Linked DNA regions of Mus musculus: regions 1 and 3 are each linked to region 2. A link is a contact called in public HiChIP or PLAC-seq and promoter capture Hi-C data. All regions are on one chromosome and are shown on one strand. Each heading gives the region's core, a stretch centred on a gene start, on an enhancer-like site or on the middle of the called end of the contact. The rest is flanking DNA. Distances are from core to core; before and after follow the strand shown.

The links. Promoter capture Hi-C pulls out the DNA fragments that hold promoters and counts their contacts. HiChIP or PLAC-seq counts read pairs in DNA pulled down with a chosen protein or histone mark.
Region 1: a contact with region 2 is called in a promoter capture Hi-C map of pre-B cells. The contact joins the promoter of Rpl21 here to the enhancer-like site in region 2. A contact is called at or near these places in 16 of 39 promoter capture datasets (the 3T3-L1 cell line, the C10 cell line, the HPC-7 cell line and 9 more), 1 of 15 datasets of contacts at CTCF or cohesin (large pre-B cells), 35 of 484 Hi-C or Micro-C datasets (B cells, the C2C12 cell line, CD4 T cells and 26 more), 33 of 115 datasets of contacts at active chromatin or transcription factors (the 230-238 cell line, bone marrow-derived dendritic cells, bone marrow-derived macrophages and 19 more) and 3 of 9 other capture datasets (adipose tissue, liver and pancreatic islet).
Region 3: an HNF4G HiChIP or PLAC-seq map of pancreatic cancer cells shows a contact between it and region 2. The contact joins two enhancer-like sites. A contact is called at or near these places in 3 of 15 datasets of contacts at CTCF or cohesin (the NIH/3T3 cell line and embryonic stem cells), 6 of 484 Hi-C or Micro-C datasets (adipose-derived mesenchymal stem cells, bone marrow-derived macrophages, embryonic fibroblasts and 3 more) and 13 of 115 datasets of contacts at active chromatin or transcription factors (the 230-238 cell line, embryonic basal ganglia, embryonic limb bud and 8 more).

The regions. Positions count from the first base shown.
Region 1 is chr5:146,829,913-146,834,287 of GRCm38.p6, forward strand. It overlaps Rpl21 (ribosomal protein L21), which reads left to right and starts at 2,978. Exons shown (of 6, transcript NM_019647.6): 1 at 2,978-3,259; 2 at 4,272-4,350. The coding sequence starts at 4,284.
Region 2 is chr5:146,685,443-146,689,580 of GRCm38.p6, forward strand. No RefSeq gene overlaps it. Among named protein-coding and RNA genes, the nearest start is that of Gm34700, 13 kb to the right of the region's middle. Within about 2 kb of position 2,634, at least 55 of the 459 cell types and tissues checked have an H3K27ac peak or open chromatin away from gene starts, as enhancers often do. A contact at or near this core is called in the 230-238 cell line, B cells, the G1E-ER4 cell line and 6 more, where this site is marked.
Region 3 is chr5:146,914,213-146,918,915 of GRCm38.p6, forward strand. No RefSeq gene overlaps it. Among named protein-coding and RNA genes, the nearest start is that of Gm10858, 19 kb to the left of the region's middle. Within about 2 kb of position 2,844, at least 22 of the 459 cell types and tissues checked have an H3K27ac peak or open chromatin away from gene starts, as enhancers often do. A contact at or near this core is called in pancreatic cancer cells, where this site is marked.

The DNA.
Region 1 (4,375 bases), core at 1,728-4,227, 140 kb after region 2:
CAGTACCTGACTGAATCTAGATGCTCCTAAATACTGAATGCAATATGAATTATGGCACCTGCTACATAGAGACAAAACGACCATGAGGAACTCAGGAAATGACTTTGCTTTCACGGTCTGTACAATGGAACTAGTGCCACAGCTATTTTTTAAAGTGGCAGGGCTGGGGACATAGGCCAGTAGGGAAGCACTTGCCTAGCATACATGAGGTGTTTGATCACCAATAGTTCAAACCAATAAATAAAATAGAAATGGTGGAGCATGCTTTGAATACCAGTCCTGGGGAGATGGGGGCTAGAAGATCTCTATGAGTTTGAGGCTGACCTGGTCTACGTATTGAGACCTTGTCTCAAATAAATAAGACACCTGCAGTAAAAATGAGTTTCTTGTGGATGGCGAAGAAGCTAACTTTACAACTCAGCTGCAAGGGAGACTGAGGTAGAAGGATCACTTCAGCCCAAGAGTTCAAAGTAGTCTGAGAGATTTAGTGAGACCCCGTCGTCGTAATAAAGTGCACTGATGATTCCTCCTTCAGAGGAGAATGCTAAGCAAGCAAAACTGTTCCCTTTGGGAGCTACTTGGAATGCTTTAAAATGAAGTGATGTGCAGACCTAACGTACAACCAGAAATGTCCTTGCTACCTACCTGTCATCCCGACTGAAGAACAAGTTCACGAAAACTTGCATGGCTTTATCAAGAGAGAGAACAAATATTTAATCTTTATCAAGAGAAAAGTAAATTGTCCTGTATCCCACCTGATATTAGTTAAAAGAGCATGAAGTCACATTTCAGCATATCCACATAGTGCAATACTAGTTAGCATTAAATGCTAGTTAGCAATACTAGTTAGCATTAAGTAGTATTGAACTACTGACATGTGCAACATGACTGAATCTCAAAAACACTATGCAGGATAAAAGAGACAGAGAGAGAGAGAGAGGGAGAGAGAGAGAGAGAGAGAGAGAAAAGAACATATAAATTGTATGGTGCTGCTTACCTGCAATTAAACAACAATATTTTTATAGAAATCGGGATACTGGGCGGGGGTGTAGCTTAGCCTTGGAGCGCTTGTCTGGTATACATTGTGTCTTCGATTCAATTCCCTAGCCCCTTTGTTTGTTTAATGAAAGAAAGAGACAAGAGGAATAATAGAGAAAAGAAATCAGAAATGAGAATATTTCATGATTCTGATGGGACAGTTGATTGACTAGGAAGAAGTTCCAGGAGTCTTGGAGGAGGTAACATTCTGAATATTGACTGCAGGTATAGGTTATGAAGCTTAAAAATGTTAGTACAAAAAAATCCAATTGTACAGTTAGGGTCTGCACGTTTAGTGTAAGTGTTTTAACTCTCAACTTATATACCTGAATATGTATGTGCATATACACCGAGGCACGAAACACACACACACACACACACACACATCACAGGCAATAGGTAAAGATTGGTAAAGTCTAAAACAATGGCCCAGAGCAAGAACATGTTTAATCCTGGCGTTAATTTTTGTATAGTACCTTTATGTTCTCAACTCTTAGGCAAGCACTAGTATCATTTTGATTACACTCAACCCAAATCAACTAAAGTAAGTAATATGCTAAAGAACAGAAAAATCAGGCCAGATATGATGGTGTCCACCTTTAATCGCAGCACCCAGAATGCAGAGGCAGGCAGATCTCAAAAAGCAGAGGGAGACAGATTCCTCTGAGTTCCAAATAAGTCATAGCCACACAATGAGACTCTATCTCAAAATCAAACAAAAATTGCCTTGGGGATAAAATTTTGTTATGACCAAGATAAAAATTAATTATAAGTAACCGTACATAATTTGGTCATAGATATTAAAGTTTGCTCAATAATTGAAGCCTCGGATTAAACTCCTGGTTAATTAAATCAGTTATGTTTTTCACACACTGAGATAGGGCTTCAGTCTTTTTTTTTCTTTTTTTTTTTTTTTTTGGTTTTTCAAGAGAGTTTCTCTGTATAGCCCTGGCTGTCCTGGAACTCACTCTGTAGACCAGCCTTGGCCTCGAACTCAGAAATCCGCCTGCCTCTGCCCTCCCAAGTGCTGGGATTAAAGGCCTGCGCCACCACGCCCGGCTAGGGCTTCAGTCTTATTACAGAACCTTCCAATTAAATGGTCATCATGTAGGGATTTCAAACAGCAGAACCTAACCCTGGCTGGATATGTCACTCGCTGGATTTTAGCGAATTTATTATTGGGGTTTATTAGCCGGATACAGTGGTTTTCAGAGTTCATAAATATTCAAGGATGAAGCTTGGAAGCAGGCAGAAGACTCCGGTCAGCAGGCTGTCCGTGAGCATGGCTTGGCAGAGATCTCAGCTTAAGACGTGCACTCACTCCAGCCTCCTGGCTGAACCAGCACGCTAGTTTCTTGTTTTGCTGAAGGTGGGAATTACCTTCCCAAGAACGCATACTAAGGACAGAAATTAATGTCTCCAATTTTAAGTGGGGCACTACTGCATATGTGGAATGACGATCCGAATAGCTATTATAAAAATAACAATGTTCATCTCTCAAAGTCCTCATCTATTATTCGAGCGCTCGTAATATCCAATTCGGTTATCCCCATAGATTATTAGGAATACTGCTTCCAGTATGACTGACTAAACACCCTTATCTACAGCCAGGGAGACAGGAAGGGAAGGAAAAGGCTAATGGGGTGCCTATGATGAGAGTACTTTACACACACGCCTGTCTTAAGATGTCAAAATGAAACCTATTATTTTGTACAATTAATAGACAAGATAGGCTAGTCTCTAGATAGGCTCGAGCTACAGGTATGAGAGGAAAGAAAACCAAAGTGAGGCGTTTTGTTTTGTTTGAGACAGGGTCTCGCCTATGTGGCTCAGGATGGCCTGGAAACTCAGGAGACACTAACACTAACAAGTACCACACCGCAAAACGCTGGGCAACCCAGAGAGGCGGTGCCTCCTACGTCACACGACGCAAGGTAACGTCAGCACGCTACGGAAGTCGCGTCCGGCTCCACGCCCGCGAGGGCCCCATTCCGGGATGTCTAGCAGGATGCCTGAGTGAGTTTCTGTTGGCCTGCTGCCTTTAATCTGCGCCGGGGAGCGTGTCCTCACGGCGTCTCCAGGTTATCGGGACGATGAGGTTCTCTCGACCAGCCTCGCGGGCCCGGCGTTTCTCTTCAGGCAGCTTCGCGGGCAGCCCTCGGGCCTTGTAAGAGCGCGCAGCCCCGCCCTCCTCCTTTCGGCCGCCGCAGCCATCTTCCAGGTTGGTACGCGCGTGGCTCTCTCGTCTTGTTCTCCACACACGCTGCGTGTGGCGCCCACGCCGCAGAGACTGCGTGTTAGGGGCGTGGGGAGACCGTCTGGAGGTCACTGCCCTGGGCGGTGTATGCTAGGGAGCTTCTATCCGGGGGAGCCGGGCCTGGCGCAGTCTTGGTTGCCGGGCGTCCGCCCAACCCCAGACTTGAGCATGTGCTGTCGGGCTGGGACTTAGGATTCTGCTTGGGTCTTAACGATGCCGGGGTGCCGAAGCCTGGAATTGGCTCGGGCGAGGAGGGTGCCCGCCGGGTCAGCCTGGTAATGATGTAATGGGGACCCTTCCTCTGGATACATGAAACACTTAGGAATTTTGGCCCTAGAAGACGAGCGTGGGGAAGGAAGGTAACATTAAGGCTGCTTAAGACTACAAGGGCAAGGGGTTATGTCTAGTACACCATGCTTTGGAGCTTCCCTTGTGGTTAGGAATGGCGGGTATTTCTGCCCTGGATGACTGGAGTAATCCAAACCTTGTTGGTTTGTGGGAATACACGATCTGGTTCTAAATATGTGTAGTAGGTAAGTTCGTAGATGGTGTTAAATTAGCATTTAAATTTAGTTGGAATGTGGTTTTCTATGCATGCTTCCTAATAGCATTCGAAAGTGCAGGTGTGCGATTAAGAGATTGTTGATAGAAAGCTACTGTAGTAAAATGGAATTAAACAGCATCAAAGAGGCTGAGTTTGGTGGTCTTCAAGTTACCCTGGAGTTGCAGGTTGCAATGTATTGGCTTAAGTTCTAGCATCCAGTCTGATGGTGCTAATGATAGAATTTGGCCTCTTTTGCTAAGAGGAATTGTGGGCACCCATTTTCAATTCCTGTGATTTGGAAGGTTGACGGAGGTGCTGAGGTTGAGAGGGCCTGCCCTGTGCGACAAGATGACTTTTGGGGGTGTGGTTATTGGGACAGTTAATAACATAAACTGTGAATTGTTATTTGACTGATAACTTTTCTGGTTTCAGTAACTCGCCAAAATGACGAACACAAAGGGAAAGAGGAGAGGCACCCGGTACATGTTCTCTAGGCCTTTTAGGAAACATGGTAAGTTTGTTATGTCTGTGCCTGA
Region 2 (4,138 bases), core at 1,384-3,883:
TTGGATTTCACCCAAAGGTTGTCAGTCCCTGCTTCTTCTCATCCAGTCTTACATTTTGACCGAGGTCTTTCTCTTGTACAGTCTCTCGGCTTTCACGATTACGAACCAGACAAGAAATGGGTGCAGTTTGTCATCTGTGTTCTACAGACAGAGGTCGGCAATGACGAAGGTTTCAGAGCACGGCTGGCCAGGGCACGGGATCTAGCCTGCATCTCTTCGGAGCACTGCCCCCAGCTGTGGGCCTAACTGCTTCAGACGCTCAGAAGGAGTGAACGAAGTGGGAGCTAGGTCAAGGACAGCGAGGAGAGTGACCCTGGGTGCTGCTTATACCACCTGTCCCATGGTTATCACAGGAGACAGATAGGCGTCAGTTAGCTTTCCATCACTGTGACAAGCGTGCAGAGATAAATGTCTTCTAAGGAGGGACGCTTTGATTTGGCTCTTGGTTCAGGCTGCCGTCTTGCTTTCTTGCTTTGGGCCTGTGGCAGCACGTGGCAGATCATGGTGGGGGCACACAGCAGAGGAAGCCGTTTGCCCCTTTATGGCCAAGATGCAATCTCACGGGGAGGTCAGAGTCCCAGTGGTCCTTTCAAGGACCCTGTCACACTCCCTGTCACCTAACCTCCTTCTAGTAGGCCTTACCTCCTCAAAGCTCTCTACCTCCCATTAATCCCATGGGCTGAGACCAAGCCTCCAACATGTCAACCATCAGAGGATATTCGGAACCAAAGCTGTAGCAATATACTGGGATAAAAGGATAAAAAGACTCCAGCTTAAGACCTCCAGGCCAAAGCCAAGCACCACAAGGTTACGGCTGGATCCTCTCTGCACACAAGCTGGAGCTAGGCAGGCGCTCCGGGCACATCCGCCTCCACAGGCTCGACCATGTCTCTCCTCTGCTGTCTCCCACCTCACCCAGACACTTCAGAGCTCATGGCTCGGTCCCAGCTGGACAGACAGACAGACAGACAGACAGGCTTCCTATTTGTTTAAATGTCTGGACATTGGATATTTCCAAATGGCATACTCTTAGTGACTTTAGTGTAAGGAACCCAAAGACCTACTACATATGAGCAAACCAAGCTTGATGGGACACGTTCCCTTAAAAAGGAAGGAAGCCAGGGCTTGTGTCACCTCAAGAGTGAAGCTGGAAGACACACATATAAAAGTTAAATAAGACCATGACCAAAGGACAAAGCTTTGAGAATTCTGCTTCTGTGAGATCCTTAGAGCAGTCAGTCTGGAGACAGACGGGAAGTAGAATGGAGGCTTCCGGGACCTAGAGGAGTGGGGAACGGGGAGCAACTGTTTAAGAAGTGCAGTCTCCATCCTGCAAAATGAAAACCGTTCTAGACAGGGCCGCCGGTGACGGCTCTGTAGCCGTGTGAATGTAATAATGCTGACAGCGTGCATTTAACAGTTAAGATGGGAAGCCTTGCCTTATATGTACTTCGTGATTGATTATTTTTCAAGTTTGGTTGTAAAGCCCAGGCACCTTTAGACAAATCGAGCTGCCTCCAAGAGAAGACGGCATCAGGCTTTGTCCATGGCCAGGGGATGCCTGGCCTTTCCACACAGCCCCTGCCCATGAGCTGCTGCTCCTGCCCAAAGCGAGAGCACCCACCTGCTCCCCGAGCCCTGATCTCACCGCTTGTATCTGCCTAGAAAGGGACTTCCCAAGAGGTCACTGGCCACCTGTGGTCAGAGGTGGCCCTGCATGCTTGGGTCTCTCCCAACCGGTGGTAAATGCACGCAGCAAGATCCACACTCTGCGTTCTTTCTGCATACCATGCTGCTCCCGCAGAGACCGCACACACTTGGTGCTTAATAGATAGTCGAGGAAGAGAAATGCGAAAGGAGGCAGGGGAGGGTGAGAAAGGGAGATGGAGGGATGGGAGGGAGATGCGCCAACGTGGGTCAGAACTCACCTCCGCTTTATGGGTACAGATAGGGCCTCAGGATGAACGGGCAGCGGGCCATTCCCGCGGGGCTCAATTTCTCCCTCCCCTGTCTCACTCCCCAGAATTTTGGAAGTGACGGTACTCATATCCTCAGGAGGGCTGCTCAATGTGAGTGGCATCGGGGCCCATGACGAAAGCCACTCACCCCACCCCCACCCCCACCCCCAACCCCACCCCCACCCCTACCCCCACACGCTGTTGCTTTTTGCTGCCCTAGAACAAGAAACACAGAATATTCAATTCCTGAGCAGGCTTCGCACATCCAGGGTGCTACCCATTAGCTCACACCACCTGGGCACCCTATCCTCCCTTGGCCTCCTGGACCTCCCTGGCTCCCTCAGCCCCCGGGGCCCCGTATTATCCACACAATCTGTTCCCGGGTGATAATGAAACTCTCAGGTCAGGAAGAGGGAAGCTTTGTGACCCTCCTGTCGGGAGGAGGGGGTCTCTTTGCTTGTCGGACCCTGGTATTTGCTCACCTGACATTTCAATTTTGTGACAAGGTGACATGCAAAGGGGAGAGGGCACATTTTTTTGGCAGGAGAGGTAATTTATTAGACATCCACTCGCCAGCTATAAACATCTCCTTTCGGTTTGCTATTGCAGTCCCGGCCTGCCACAGGGCTGATCCCTGGTTAATGCATAACTTGGTGAGTGCCACTCTCAGGGCAGGCAAGCCTCATGCCCCCAGCTCCTCACTTCCTCCTCCACCTGACCTGACAACGGGGCCATGTCACCCTCTGCTTGCAAAGAGGCGGGCCTGAAGCTGGAGTCCCACACCGGTTGACCCAGAGTGACATGAGGTCACGCTTACTGAGTGCAGTAGGCTAGGCTTCGAGTTTTCCACCCGTGTGGGATGGCTGTGACGGCCACCTTAACACAAAAGCAGCTGCTGCACCCTGGGGATGAACCTTCTGTTTTCTGACATCCTCCCTGTGGCTTCAAATAATCAAGGACGGGGAGGAACACGCTGCAACTGCGGTGCTCTGGGGTGAGATGGAAAACAAACACGCAGGGCTAGAACCGGTGTACACGCGCCTTTAATCCCAGCACTCCAAAGGCAGAGGGAAGGCAAAACTCTGTGAGTTCAAGGCCAGCCTGTCGACATAGAGTTCCAGGACAGCCAGAGCTACGAGATTCTATCTCAAAATAAATGAAAGAAGAAAGAAAAAGCAGGTCACTTACCAATGGAACTGACTGAAGTATCCCCAAATATCCAAAGTAAACTTGGTGGCCGAAGGGAGACTTCTAGAAAACCTTAGAACGTAACACAAATATAGAGAAGCATGTTTGGTTGCAACTTGATAAATTCCCATGAAGCAAGTCTGCCTACCTAACTTGAACAAATTCAAAACAGAGCTTGGCCAGTTAGTTGGGACTAACCCCAGGTACCCCAAGTCAGAGTGACCCTCATCCTGGCCACCATCAAAGGTCTCCGTTTCCTGAATGTTCTATTGCATCTGGCTTCTCTCAGCATCCTGGTACCTATGGTTGAAGTCCACTCCTTCCATTAGTTTATTTCCCTGGGGAATATAGGTTGTGTATAGCTTTGGCCAGCATGTCAAAAACGCAGGTTCTGGGTGAGGCTGGAGAGATGGTTCGGTGAGTAAGCACAGGCTGGCGGCTCTCCCGGCAGACCCCAGTTCGAATTCCAGCACCTACCTGGTAGCTCACAATTGTCAATAACTCCACTTCCAGAGGATCAAGTGCCCTCTTCTGGTCTCTGCAGGCAGGCACCAGACACGCACATGGTATACTGACATATATACAGGCAAAACACTCATACACGTAAAATTAAAAATTTAAAATGCAGGTTAGAAGAAGGGACATCCTTGGGTTTTGATATCTGGTTTGATAGCTGGGTGATACTGGAGCCAATATCCTGCAGATATCTAGAAATGCCTGTGATGTTTTCACTTTACAAAGACAGCAGGGGCCTCTGTGGAGCCTTTTGTGAGGTGGGAAGGTCTTAGGATGTAGCCCAGTTTGATATGCACCTGTCACATAGGGAATCTTGCTTTGGGTTTCCTGGTCTGATGTTTGGTGTTGGGCTGAACCCAGAAACAATAGGGAACTTGCAAAAAGGAATTTGTGTTGGGGACGGATGGAGATAGGTGAGACTGAATGAGGGCCAGGTCCACAGGACACTTTTCTGAGTTAGCCAGCCCAGAGTCGGA
Region 3 (4,703 bases), core at 1,594-4,093, 230 kb after region 2:
TGTAGGCTTGTTATACCTCAATCTCCAAGCCCATCCCTAGACAGTCTGGTGCCTACAAGTGCCATTTCCTAGAGTCATTAAAGAGAAGGCCACTTTCTACTTGGCTTTCTGGTCTGGTCCGCTCTCGACACACAGAGCACACAGGAGAGAGCCTTGTCTGTGAGTCAACATGTGTCTCAAACCTCCCATTTTATCAGATGGCTCCCAGTTGGCAGACATTTATAGATGCAGCCAATCCCCCGAGGTGCCTTTATGCTCACACGTCACAGGACAAACTAGCACAGCCACACTTAACTTCCCTCAATATCTGGGGCTCAGAGTCCACGGCTCTCCCTGATTTCACACTGGGCTCTTTACTCCGTGGTGAGCAGCAGGTGGCGCTGTGTGGCTATAAATTGCTTTCCCCACCTCTATGGTCACCCCTCTCAGGCTAGGGGATTGATTGTAGGGGATTGGTTTGGGGATTCGTTTCTCAGAGATGTTCAAGTGTCTTGTGTCACCCTTATGTCCAAAACATACTTTCTCACATCAACTCTCCCCCCCTCTCCCCCGGTTTGCTTTGCTTTGGTTTGAGACAGCCAGGGCTACACAGAGAAACCCTGTCTTGGAAAAAAAAAAACAAAAAACAAAAAACAAAAACCAAAAGGGAGGGTATAGGTTTACAGATGGTTGTGAGTACCATGGAGGTGCTGGGAATTGAACCTGGGATCCACTGCAAGAGTAGCCAGTGCTGCTAACCTTTCTCTCTGGCCCCTCTTTTTTTTTTTTTTTTTGAGCTTGGATGACACAGATTTGGAACCCATGGGAACATGTTTCCGGGCAGACACCCTCAAAGAGGTGATGCTAAATCCTGACTTGACCTGACTCTTCCTCAGACAGCAGCACACTGTCATGAAAGTTCGGTCAATACCATTTCCACAGGCAGGGCAACACCTTCAGTTCTATCTACTCTAATAGAAACGATCAATAGCACTCCTTTGATACTGATGTGACAATTGGTTGCATTGATTTGGATCAAGTTGCTAAGTGATACTGCCACCAACTCTCCACAAGGCATTTCCCCAAGTTAGTTTAAACCATGGCTTATTTCCCCTCAAACGAGCTCAGAACATAAAAATTTAATTGTTTTTATGTATAGGAAACTATTCTGTTTTTTAAAAAATAATCTCTCATTAGTATATTCTTTTTTGTTTGTTTTTTTTTTTTCAAGAAGTATATTCTTTTTGAAAATAAAATTGTATTTGTGGAGGGGAAACTGGGGAGAGGGATAACATTTGAACTGTAAATAAATAAAATAACCAATTTTAAAAAATGAATAAAAAAGAAAATAAAAGTTTATTAACTCTTTAGATTTTTGTTGTTGTTTTTGTTTTTTGTTTTACGTAGTCCTGACTGTCCTAGAACTCTCTCTCTCTAGACCAGGCTGGCCTCAAACTCAGAGCTCTCTCTGCCTTGGCTTCCTGAGTGCTGGGATTAAAGATCTGAGCCACCACCGCCCAGCAATCCTTTAGAATATATACTATATATTTAATACTATTTTCACTTCTTCTGAATTCACACTCATCTCCCCATCCATTTGAGTTCCCTTTTGTTTTTTAAATGTAAATTTCTCCCAACTCCAGCTTGTGCCTTCCATGTACTTCTCTGGGTGTGGGGCCATATACTGAGGTGTGGCTGACCTACCTGGAACCACAGAGTCTATTTTGAGAGATCAGTAACCAGCAATCTTCTGTACTCTTGTTGGCAGGGGATTAAACTTAGGGACTCCCACCTGCTTTGTTTTTTGATGGAAAAGGAGACATTTTGCCATGGAGAACAAGAAACACTGTGTACCACCAACACCAAAGACAGAGCTTAAGGTCAAGAGATATCTTCAAAAGACAGTCCAAGCACCCAATGTATATTGACTGGTACTGTTAGAAATAAACGAGATTTGTGTGAGAGAGCTTTGTGGACTCTAAATGTCCTTCATGGGGCTAAGAGAGAGAGGGGATCTATCTCTAGGGTGACGGATGGTACACTGAAGGAGAGTTTCCCAGAAACCCAGGTAATTGTTGTGCACCCCGAATGCAAGTCTGAAGCCAAAACTTAGACAAGTCAAGTCTGTGGACACATTCCCAAATTTGAAAAACTCCCCAAGTCAGAAACACGCTGGTCCTAGGCATGTCACACCGGGTGCAAGCAAATATGTTTGTACAGACATCAGTCAGCAAGCCTGGGGCAGCTCCGTCTCTGCCCATCAGGGGGCTCCACTCCTTTTCTTGGATTATGTGACTGGACTCCACACTCTGTGTGGAAGGCTCCCTACCCTTACTCCCCGGCTCATCTATGATCTAGATTAAAGCCCCAGGGCAGCCGCAGATGGAGAATCACAACCTCAGCTAAAATAGACGGCCTCATAGAAATGCTGTCCAGGCTGGGTGCGCATCAGAAGCCAGCCTGGTCTACATAGTGAGTCTCAGGCTAGCCAGTGCTACAATGGGAGAAAAAAAAAAGCGCTATTCAGTTCGAATAAGAAACATCTCCCATAGGCTCAAATAGTTAAACACTTGGCCCCCAATTTACGGTAACATTGTCTGTGGAGGACTAGAAGGTGTGACTTTACTGGAGAACGTAGGTCACTGGGGCTGGGGGGTGGGGGGGGGAAGCGTGTTGACCTCTAGAAATGGCCATTTTGAGAATGCTCTTGATGCTTTGAGCTTGTGTTTGAAAATGTGAGCTCTCAGCTTCCTGCCCCTCCTACTGAGCCTGCAGTTTGCCGCCAAGCCTCCCTGCTGTGGTGGTAAGTACACTAAACCCTTCCTTCTGTAAACCGACTGACTCCCTCGTGGGGTATTTTGTCGCTGCAACAGGAAACTGACTAAGACAAGCTCCAGGAGGCTAGACATTAATAATACATGGCTGGGGCTGGAGAGATGTCTCAGCAGTTAAGAGCACTGGCTACTCTTCTAGAGGTCCTGAGTTCAACTCTCAGCAACCTGACCATCTATAATGTGATATGATTCCCTGGCTGGCATGCAAATGGGATACTCATACACATAAAATAAAGTTTAAAAAAAGAGAGAATATGTTGCTGGCAGCACTTGGGAGGCAGAGGTAGGTGGAGCTCTAAGTTCAAGGCCAGCCTGGTCTACAAAGAGAGTTCTAGGATAGCCAGGGCTACACAGAGAAACTCTGTCTCAAAACAAAAGAATTCATTATTGGCCACATGTGTGATACAAGCCAAGGAGGCTAAGAACTGGAGACCTAGGGCCAGCCTGGGCTATAGTGAAATCCTGTCTCAAAACACCAGAAAGCTAAGAAAAGAAAAAAAATCCATTCTGGTATCTTTGAATAACTTAAGATTAATGGGAGACTCAGCCATCGGGGTTCTTTTTTTTTTTTTTTTTTTTTTTTTAATTTATTTATTATATGTAAGTACACTGAAGCTGTCTTCAGACACTCCAGAAGAGGGCGCCAGATCTCGTTACGGATGGTTGTGAGCCACCATGTGGTTGCTGGGATTTGAACTCCTGACCTTCGGAAGAGCAGTCGGGTGCTCTTACCCACTGAGCCATCTCACCAGCCCCATCGGGGTTCTTTTATTTTATATCTCTCTGCCCCTGGGTCTTAAATTAAAAAGAATGACAACAAAAACCCCACTTGGTTCTCATAATTTTCAAATCTACTATACATATATTTTAGTATGACTGTACAAGTTCTGTATTATTGCCTCTATTTTCAGATAATGAGGTTAACTTGACATTGAAAAACCATGAAGTAGGGGCTAGAGAGATGGCTCGCAGTTAAGAACACTGGCTGCTCTTCCAGAGGTTCTGAGTTCAATTCCCAGCAACCATGAGGTGGCTCACAACCATCTATAATGGAATCTGAAGCCCTCTTCTTGTATATCTGTAGGCAGTGACAGTGTATTCATATACATAAAACAAAAATAAAATATTTGAAAAAAACAATTTAAAAAAAGAAAGAGGGCTGGTGAGATGGCTCAGTGGGTAAGAGCACCCGACTGCTCTTCCGAAGGTCCGGAGTTCAAATCCCAGCAACCACATGGTGGCTCACAACCATCTGTAAGAAGATCTGACTCCCTCTTCTGGAGTGTCTGAAGACAGCTACAGTGTACTTACATATAATAAATAAATAAATCTTAAAAAAAAAAAAAGAAACCCTTACTCCATTTTAAAAAGAAAGAAAGAAAGAAAGAAAGAAAGAAAGAAAGAAAGAAAGAAAGAAAGAGGAAAGAAAGAAAGAAAGAAACAAAGAAAGAAAGAAAGAAAGAAAGAAAGAAAGAAAGGGAGAAAGAAAGAAAGAAAGAAAGAAAGAAAGAAAGAAAGAAAGAAAGAAAGAAAGAAAGAAAGAAAAGCCATGAGGTACAGAAATGAATATTTAGTGGCTTAAGAGGTGGCTCAGCAGATAAGAGCATCGGCCACTCGTATAGAAGACCCAAGTTTGGTTCCTAGCACCCATATGGCAGCTCACAACTGTCTTAAGTTCAATTACAGGGGATCCAACATCCTCTTCTGGCCTTCATGTGCACAAGGGATGTATATAGGACACAGCCATACATCCAGGCCAAACACTCACTCGCATAAAAATAATAAAACGAGTGAGTCTCTGGCCGGTTAGCTCAGTTGGTTAGAGCGTGGTGCTAATAAAACGAGCGAATATTTACCTAGAAAAAAAAGAAGAAATTATAAAAATAACAA